3 separate regions of the Mus musculus genome follow, and regions 2 and 3 are each linked to region 1. Evidence: chromatin contacts called from public HiChIP or PLAC-seq and promoter capture Hi-C data. All regions are on one chromosome and are shown on one strand. The core of a region is the stretch at or near the end of the contact, and the rest is flanking DNA. Distances in the headings are between cores, read along the strand shown. Region 1 holds the start of Hrk (harakiri, BCL2 interacting protein (contains only BH3 domain)). Region 2 holds the start of Fbxo21 (F-box protein 21). Region 3 has its middle 28 kb from the start of Gm46942.

Region 1 (2,804 bases), core at 190-2,689:
CATAGTTTCTTATCTTTTGGGTTTTAGTTATTTATTTTGGTTTTTTGAGACAGGGTTTTTCTGTGTAGCCCTGGCTGTCCTGGAACTCACTCTGTAGACCAGGCTGGCCTCGAACTCAGAAATCTGCCTGCCTCTGCCTCCCAAGTGTTGGGATTAAAGGCGTGTACAACCACTGCTCGACTTGTTTTCTGTTTGAATACGTCTGTCTATCTCCTATCTATCTATCTATCTATCTATCTATCTATCTATCTATCTATCTATCTATCTATCTATCTTATGTGCATACACATAGGGTAGTACATATGGAGGTCAGAGGACAATCTGTGGGTATCAGATTTCTGTCTTTGGAACACACGGATTCACAGGACTGAAATTAAGTCATCAGGTTCGGTTGCAAGCACCTTTACCCACAGAGGCATCCCTGACTCTTTGGGGTTTTTAAATAAAGGATTCTCTCTGTAACTGTGGCTGGCCTGAAACCACTATATGGACCAGGTTGTATATGGACCACTTCCCTGCTCCTTCAGGCCCCAATCCCAAAGCTGTCCAAAATCCAGTGGCTTGGACATGGTGGGCGGGTCTCTCTAGCACCCTAAGGAGTCCCAGGAGCCTCCTCACTGGTCGGCACCCTCCCCAGAGGACTTCCCAGGCTGGAGCTGGAGCAAAACTGGATTGGTCTTCCTTTGGGTTAGGTAACCTCACTGGGCACCAAGGCAAAGCCTTACAGGGTCGCCAGCAAACTCTGACCCCGTTTGAAAAGATAAAGCCTACAAAGTAAGCAGGCTGCAAGAACTTCTCTCTAGAACCACGTTCTTGGGTGGGGGGTGGGGGGTGGGGAGATGTCTTGAGTGCAAAGGCGACTCGCCCAAGTTGGAGTCCAACCCATCCCGGGTCCCCCGCCTTCATTTCAGGGTTCAGGCTCCCACCCCGGGGTGCGCTTAAGTCAGGTCACCAGAAGGGGGTGCGAACGCGTGTCAGGAATGTGTGCACCCACCCGGAGGCTGACAGGTGCGGAGGCTGTCCCGAAACAGGGCAAGTCGGCTTGAACCCTGCCTCCCACCACCCAGGCCACACAACAGCCCGGGGATCTTTTCGCATTACGGCCGAATTCTCCCGGAGCTCAATTCACAGTGCGCACCGAGCTGGCTTTCCAGGCTATCTCCGAGCTGGAGCCTCCCGCAGCCCGGGAAGCGAAACAGCGGACCCCGGGCCAGCATTCCCGAAGCCCCGCATCCCTGCCTGTCCCCGCCCTGCCGGCGTCTCGAGGGTTAAAAGTTACCTCTCGGCTTTTTCTCCTGCACACACTCCCCACCCCCCGGGCCGGATGATGTAACCCCCTCCCCGCGCCCTCCCCGCCCCCTCCACCATGTGACACTTTAATTAATAATAGCGCCGTCAGCACAACAAACGCGCGGTGAAGGGCGAAACTTGGGGTCCAGGGAGGCTCCTCCGCACGCCATGTGCCCGTGTCCCCGGCATCGCGGCCGCGGGCCCCCGGCCGTGTGCGGTTGCGGCGACGCTCGCCCCGGGCTGCGCTGGGCGGCGGCGCAGGTGACCGCGCTGCGGCTGCAGGCGCTGGGCGACGAGCTGCACCGACGCGCCATGCGGCGTCGCGCGCGGCCCCGGGACCCGCTGCCCGCGCTGCTGCCCGCGCTCCGCGCCCGCTGGCCCTGGCTGTGCGCGGCCGCGCAGGTGGCGGCGCTGGCGGCCTGGCTGCTCGGCAGGCGGAGCGCGTAGGCGGCGCGCGCGGGGCCTTCTTGGTGGGGGGGACCGGAGCCGAGACCCAGCCCGGACCGAGCAACAGGTACGCGGGCAAGCGGGCGGGAGAGCGACAGCGACAGCGGGAGCCAGGGCTCCTCGGCGAGGAACAGCGGACCCGGTCTCCTACTCTTCGCTTGCCCTCTGTCCCTCTTTATCCAGACCCCGAGTATCTGCTCCGCCTCATCCCCCCTACTCTCTCTCTCTCTCTCTCTCTCTCTCTCTCTCTCTCTCCCTCTCCCTCCCTCTCTTCCCTCATTCTCTCTCCTCCTCCCTCTGTTCCTCTCTCCTTTCTCTCTTCTCTTCCTCCCTTCTCCTTCCCCCTCTCTCTTCTCTCCCTCTCTCTCTTCCTCCCTCCTTCCTCTCTCTCCCTCTCTCCTTCCCTCCTTCATCTCTCTCCTCTCTTCTTTCCCTCCACTCTCCATCTCCACTCTCTCCCCCTCTCTCCTTCCTCTCCCTTTCCTTTCCCTCTCTCTCTCCTCTTTTTCCTTCCCTCCTCCCCTTCTCCTTCCTCTCCCTTTCCTTTCCCTCTCTCTCTCCTCTTTTTCCTTACCTCCTCCCCCTCTCCTCCCGCTCCCCTGTCTCTGTTCTGTCTTCACTCTCCCCCCCCTCCCCACTCCTCTCTCTTCTCCCTCACTCTCATCTCTCTTCAGTGTTTTCACTCTCTTCTTTCTCCAATCCCCTGGCTCACGTTATTCTTCCCCTTGTGTAGCTCTCCTCTGCCTTTCCACTTTCTCCTGTTTTCCCTTTCTCCAGTCTGCTTTCTCTCTCCTCTCCCACTACCCCGTGTCCCCCCTTCCTTCTCCACCTCTCTCTCTCTCCCCCCCTTCTCTCTCTCCTCACTGTCCCCTCTCTCCTTTCTCCCTCTTCTCTCTCCTCCTCCTTCCTCTGCAGCATAGTGGTTTTAGAAGGACGTAAGCCACCACAATCGCTGCCAGCCCCAGTAAACACACGCAGTAGAACTGCACCAGTCCGAGCTAAGAGTCTCCCCTAATTATGCACCACAGGTTCTCGAGTCCCCGGCCCTTTTCAAACCGCCTGGTATT
Region 2 (2,804 bases), core at 211-2,710, 190 kb before region 1:
TCCCAGCACTTGGGAGGCAGAGGCAGGTGGATTTCTGAGTTCGAGACCAGCCTGGTCTACCAAGTGAGTTTCAGGACAGCCAGAGCATATGGTAATTGTTGTATTGCCAGAGAGGGCATATATGTCCCCCAAATCATGAAGGATTGTTGAGTGGAAGACAATTAAAAGCAGACACCATGAACACCTCTAAAATCACACTCAGCATTTTGGGAGGCAGAGTCAAAGGGATCAGCGGCTTGAAGGAGCCCAGTCACACAGAGGAGAGCTCCCCACGATACTTCGACCTGCTTCAAATCAGGACATAGATTCAGGGGTTACTACTATTCTCCACACCATCATAGAGCTAGAAATAGGGGTCCCCAAAAACAAATAGTATGCTTGCCTCAGTACCCAGTGGAGAGTGAGTCACCCGTGGAGAAGGCCAAATCACTTCCAGGAAGTGCTTGGTATAAGATAGCCATTTTCAACAGCTTAATTTTGGGACTATGGCATGGCTGTAAAGTGCATGGCTAACCGGCACCAAGCCCTGGGTTTCACCCCCGCACTACCACCTCTGAAGTACATCTTGGTGGTGTATGCCTTTAATACAAGCTATGGGAGGTAAAGGCAGGGGGGCCAGAAACTCAAGGTCCTTCTCCAATACATAATTCAAGACCAGAGTGGACTACATCAGACTCTGTCTCAAATTGCTTTTGAGATCGGATCTTAATATAGATAGCCCAACTTTTGATCTGCGTGCCTCGGTCTCCTGAGAGCTGGGAATTAGGAAGTAAGCCACCATAGTCATTTTTAACTTTTAGTTATTGTCTATGTGGACTCATGTCCCATCGAGAAGGTGAAGGCCAAAGGGCAATTTTGTTTTGTTTTGTTTTGTTTTTCGAGACAGGGTTTCTCTGTGTAGCCCTGGCTGTCCTGAAACTCACTCTGTAGACCAGGCTGGCCTCGAACTTGGAAACCCACCTGCTTCTGCCTCCCAAGTGCTGGGATTAAAGGCGTGCGCCACCACTGCCCGGGCAACCTCGATATATTTATTTTCGAGACAGGGTTTCTCTGTGTATCTCTGGCTGTCATGGAACTCGCTCTATAGCTGAGGCTAGCCTCGAACTCTGAGATCTGCCTACTTCCACCTCCTAAATGCGGAGATCAAAGGTGCCACCGCCTCCCCGAATTTGCGTGTCATCCTAGGCGCAGCATCCATGCAAATCTCTGCATCGTTCCAGTTTTAGTATCTGCGCTGCCGAAGACGAGCACCCAGCTATCATTTTTAAAAATGCCCCTGGGAGAATCAGGACGCGAAAGGACCATTTATCTCTGCAGCAGCAGCCAGCTCTCGCCTCTGGCTCTTCCCAGTCCTCCAAGCGGAGTGGGCGGGACCCCCTGGCGTGGGCGGGGCGTTCCCAGCCACTCCCCCTGAGGGCGTGGTACGGCTTCTTAGGCTCCTATCGCGCGCGCGCCCGCCCGCACAGCGGCCCCCTCAGGTACGCGGACAAGATGGCGTCGGTAGCGGGGGACAGCGCTATGGAGGTGGTGCCGGCGCTGGCCGAGGAGGCCGCGGCTGAGGCGACGGGCCCCAGCTGCCTGGTGCAGCTGCCGGGCGAGGTGCTGGAGTACATCCTGTGCAGCGGCTCGCTCACGGCGCTGGACATCGGCCGCGTGTCCAGCACCTGCCGCCGCCTGCGCGAGGTGTGCCAGAGCAGCGGGCAGGTGTGGAAGGAGCAGTTCCGGGTGAGGTGAGCGAGCATCCCGTTCCCGGGACCCGCAGAGCCCCTCGGCGCCGGGCCTCGCGTGGGGCCCCACCCCGCCACCCTCCGGGCCTCCGGGCCGCGCGCCGCCCTCTTCCCGCGGCCGCAGACAAAGGCCTGCCTGCAGCCCGGGGGGCCCCCTCCGGAGCTCCGATGGGGTCGCGGCAGCCGCCCGAGGCCGGGGCCTCCGGAGCGCTCCGCCCCGGGGGGCTGCGGCCTTCACGCGCCTCCCGGCTGCAGGAGGAGGCGCATCTTTTGTGGCCGCTGCAGGATGTTGACGTGCAGGCAAAGCAGCGGTGCGTGCATTCCTGGCTAGCTCCTTAGGATGCCGGCATCGGACCTGCCAGTCCAGCTCGTGACCTTGGGGGTGGAGGGGGTGATGTCGGTCCACCTCCCTTCTCCAGAGCCTGGGTCTCCTGGTCGGTGATGAGACCCCCCCTCCTTTTTTTTTTTTTCCCATTATGGGGAATCAAATAAGATGAGGCCCGGGTTTGCAGGGCCTGATGCTGAGGGAGGCGCGCCATCCACGAGAACCGTTAGCATCACTGTGATTGTGGCCAGCGCAGAGATTGGGGGGCGGAGGGGGGGCGGCGGCTACTGGTGGTAGAAACGCTGCCTTTCGTGTCGCCACGCCAAGGTCACTGCATCTGAGTAGTGAGGGAATGCATTGCATACGCTATGATTATTGCAACTAGAGCCTCTGCCAAGTCCACCCCCCCCCCCTTGCCCGCAGACTCCTCCGTGGTTTTTTGCAGTCTCTGCGGAGCTGAGAAAGGGTGTTTTCTCTCCCCCCCCCCCCCTTATAGGTGGCCCTCCCTGATGAAGCACTACAGCCCCACCGACTACGTCAATTGGTTAGAGGAATATAAAGTTCGGCAGAAAGCTGGGTTAGAAGCCCGGAAGATTGTAGCTTCCTTCTCCAAGCGGTTCTTTTCAGAGCACGTAAGCATCAGGCTTGGTCATGCTCTGTGTGTGTGTGTGTGTGTGTGTGTGTGTGTGTGTATGTGTGTTCGTGCGCGCACGCGCTCGTTCGTGTGTGCCTGCCATAGCTTTTCAGCTCTT
Region 3 (2,804 bases), core at 213-2,712, 160 kb after region 1:
CTCCTGCCCTTCCATCTTCCTTTCTTTTATTCTTTAAAAAAAAAAATCCCTAAACAGTTTCATATAAATCACTGGATAGATTCCTGTTACGTTTCTAAGAAGCAGGTCGAATGGACAGACGCTGTGCCCATCGGACAGATAGATAAACCGAGGTGCCAGTCAGAGCTCCTCCACAAGGAGTAAAACAAAGTATCTGGGTGAGGCAGAGAAGGCCCAGTTGGTGACTGAATTCTCACTAACCCACTCCTGGATGTGAACTTGCTCCTTCACTGGCCCCTCCTCAAACCATTTGCTAATTGCTCTTTCCCCTTCAGGAAGAATGACAAGCACAGATTGTCTCTAAGCCCCGCGGTTCAACCTCTTGAGATCTAGTGACTATTACTGCCTCTTTACACACCGTGGGAAACTGAGGCTTGGGGGGGGGGGAAGACAATTTGCCCGAGGTTTGGGGAGCGGGAGGGGCGGGGGGGGGGGGGAGCTGATGTCAGGCTGCAGGCCCAGAACTCTTGTGGCTTCTATTCTTTGTATCTTCCTTCTTTGAGACCAGACTGACATCAAGCTATGTAAAGTTGAACTTCTGATCCTCCTGCCTCTACCTCCCAGTGCTAGGAAGATAGGTATGTTTCCGCTATGCCCTGTTTATATGACATTCGGGAATCGAACCCAGGACTTCATGCATGTTGGGTAAGTGCTCTATCAGCTGACGTACATCTCCAGACACTTGGGGCTCCTGTTCATTCTGTGGCGATAAATATATCACTTCCACGAGGTCTAGACTGGGCAAGTGGACATGCAGAAAGAGCGTGTACTGCCCGCCAGGCCCACGCGCGACCTTCCATCCCACCTGCCTTAGGGGCTACTGTGGAATCCGAAAGAAATGGAGGCCGCGGAGTCACGTGGTTAGCTGATGCTGGTGTGGCTGCCTGCGGGGAAACCAAGCCCGGGCTTTGCCTGGTGATACCATCTGGTTTGTCTTTTCTGCACGTGGGAGCCCTGCTGTCCCTGAGGATGAATAATGGGGACAGGGAGTCTCAGGTCACCTAGCCACAGAGCACTTCTCCAGCGACTTGGCTCATGATCTTAACCACAAATCCGGGGGCCAGGATGAGGGGGACTATCGTCCCATCCATCTGAGAGGTGGGGAGAGGGACCCAGGGCCCCGGAATCCCACTGGAGACGCTACTGTCATCACAGGATGGGCAGCAGGTGGCGCCACGGCCCTGGTTTAACAAGGACAGTGGGCTGGAGGAAAAGGGGAGGGGGGGGGAATCCAGTATGAGAAGCTAGTGGAAAACAAGGACTTAAATGAACAATTTGTTCCAAAACATTTGCCTTGTAACGGGGTCATCTATAAACTCTGGGGTTTCCTGTTTGCAGTGGAGCAGGCTGGCCGGCGGGTGGTCTCCGTATTCCCTGCAGCCAGGGAGACTCTTTTGAAGGCTGGCTCAAGAGCTCAGGTCCTCTTCTCCACCCTCTGGGCCAGACTGGCTCTGAAATTTCCCAGCTTTTGTGCCCTTAAGTGAGATCCGGTGGCGGAAGCCGCCGGCGGCAGCAGCAGCAGCAGCGGCGGCGGTGGCGGCAGCGATCCGTCCTGCGATCCACTTTCCAGAACGTTAGGTTCCAAACACTGGGAGGAGGGCGGGCTGAACTCCGAAGTCATTTCCAGAGGAGAGGCGGACTCTGATCTCTGCCTACCCTCTGCCGTCGGCCTTGTGCCAAGGCAATAAAACGAGGGAAAACAATAAAATAAAAGAGGTGAAGGTGGCCGTCTGAGGGAGCTGCTGCGGTCACTGTGGCTGCGGAGGGAGATGCTTGGTCTCAAGCCCAGGCCTGGTTATTTGGGGCACAGAGGTGACATGACTTTCCGCTATTGGAATCACTTCATCATAGGCTCCGGGGCAGCCAGACAGGGTGGGGGCTAGGGGTGGGGGCTGTAAATCAAGTTGTCGTTGAGCCATGTGACCTGCGATGGGCATTTAATGTCTGTGAATGTCAGTTTCCTGTGTAGATAACTGGTGAACGGTAAACCCTGCCACGCCAGGAGTGATGCTCACAGATTACTTATAGCAGGGTCTTGGGTACCTCCGGAGGAGGTAAGCAAGTCTATCTTCTGTTGTTGAGAGCCAACAGGTTGTCCACATAGGCCACCACAGGGCTGGAAGCATTGAAGGGAAGGTAACTTACACAAAAACACCTTTGCTCATCTAATACAGGCATATATGACAGTGTCCTGCAAGATGACAGAGTAGAAAGTCCCTGTTACCTAGAGACAGTGGCTTAGTGTCTGTTGTACACACTGGTGAAGAAGCCCAGAGCTTCTGCTAGACAGCGAAGTGCTTAGTGCCCATTTGACCTTGACAAAGTGCCAATTTATGCATTCATGCATTTAAATTATTATTTTGAAGGGTTTTGTTGTTTTTCGTTTTTGTTTTTTGTTTCCTTTTGAGAAAACTATGTAGCCCTGTCTGGTCTGGCACTCAGAGATCCTCCTGCCTCCGCCTCTAAACTGCAGTGCTGAGATTAAAGGTGTGCGACACCACGGTTAGTTTTTGTTTGTCTGTTTGCTTGCCTGCTTGGTTCCTCTTTGGGAACAGATGTATACCACCCATCCCGGTGCCAACAACAAATCCCGGGCTCCTTCCATGCTAGGCACCTGAGCTGCAGTGCTCTGCCTCTATAAGCAAACATGGACTGTAGGGTTACCATGCCTTATGCCAGCAGTGGCTGGATATACATGCAGGGTAGCTTGGCTGGGCCTAGTGGCAGACACTTGTAATCCTAGCACATGGGAAGCTGAGGAAGAG

Evidence for each region. HiChIP or PLAC-seq counts read pairs in DNA pulled down with a chosen protein or histone mark. Capture Hi-C pulls out chosen DNA fragments and counts their contacts.
Region 2: a contact with region 1 is called in a promoter capture Hi-C map of adipose tissue. The contact joins the promoter of Fbxo21 here to the promoter of Hrk in region 1. A contact is called at or near these places in 5 of 39 promoter capture datasets (embryonic stem cells, hippocampal neurons, liver and 2 more), 3 of 115 datasets of contacts at active chromatin or transcription factors (effector CD8 T cells, embryonic stem cells and memory CD8 T cells) and 3 of 9 other capture datasets (adipose tissue, liver and pancreatic islet).
Region 3: an H3K4me3 HiChIP or PLAC-seq map of embryonic stem cells shows a contact between it and region 1, with 19 read pairs. The contact joins the enhancer-like site here to the promoter of Hrk in region 1. A contact is called at or near these places in 2 of 484 Hi-C or Micro-C datasets (cortical neurons and embryonic stem cells), 2 of 115 datasets of contacts at active chromatin or transcription factors (bone marrow-derived macrophages and embryonic stem cells) and 2 of 9 other capture datasets (adipose tissue and pancreatic islet).

The regions. Positions count from the first base shown.
Region 1 is chr5:118,168,325-118,171,128 of GRCm38.p6, forward strand. Hrk (harakiri, BCL2 interacting protein (contains only BH3 domain)) reads left to right here and starts at 1,440. Exons shown (of 2, transcript NM_007545.2): 1 at 1,440-1,804. The coding sequence starts at 1,459. The coding sequence ends at 1,737.
Region 2 is chr5:117,975,310-117,978,113 of GRCm38.p6, forward strand. It overlaps Fbxo21 (F-box protein 21), which reads left to right and starts at 1,461. Exons shown (of 12, transcript NM_001346588.1): 1 at 1,461-1,730; 2 at 2,549-2,684. The coding sequence starts at 1,492.
Region 3 is chr5:118,330,534-118,333,337 of GRCm38.p6, forward strand. No RefSeq gene overlaps it. Among named protein-coding and RNA genes, the nearest start is that of Gm46942, 28 kb to the right of the region's middle. Within about 2 kb of position 1,463, at least 134 of the 459 cell types and tissues checked have an H3K27ac peak or open chromatin away from gene starts, as enhancers often do. A contact at or near this core is called in adipose tissue, bone marrow-derived macrophages, cortical neurons and 2 more, where this site is marked.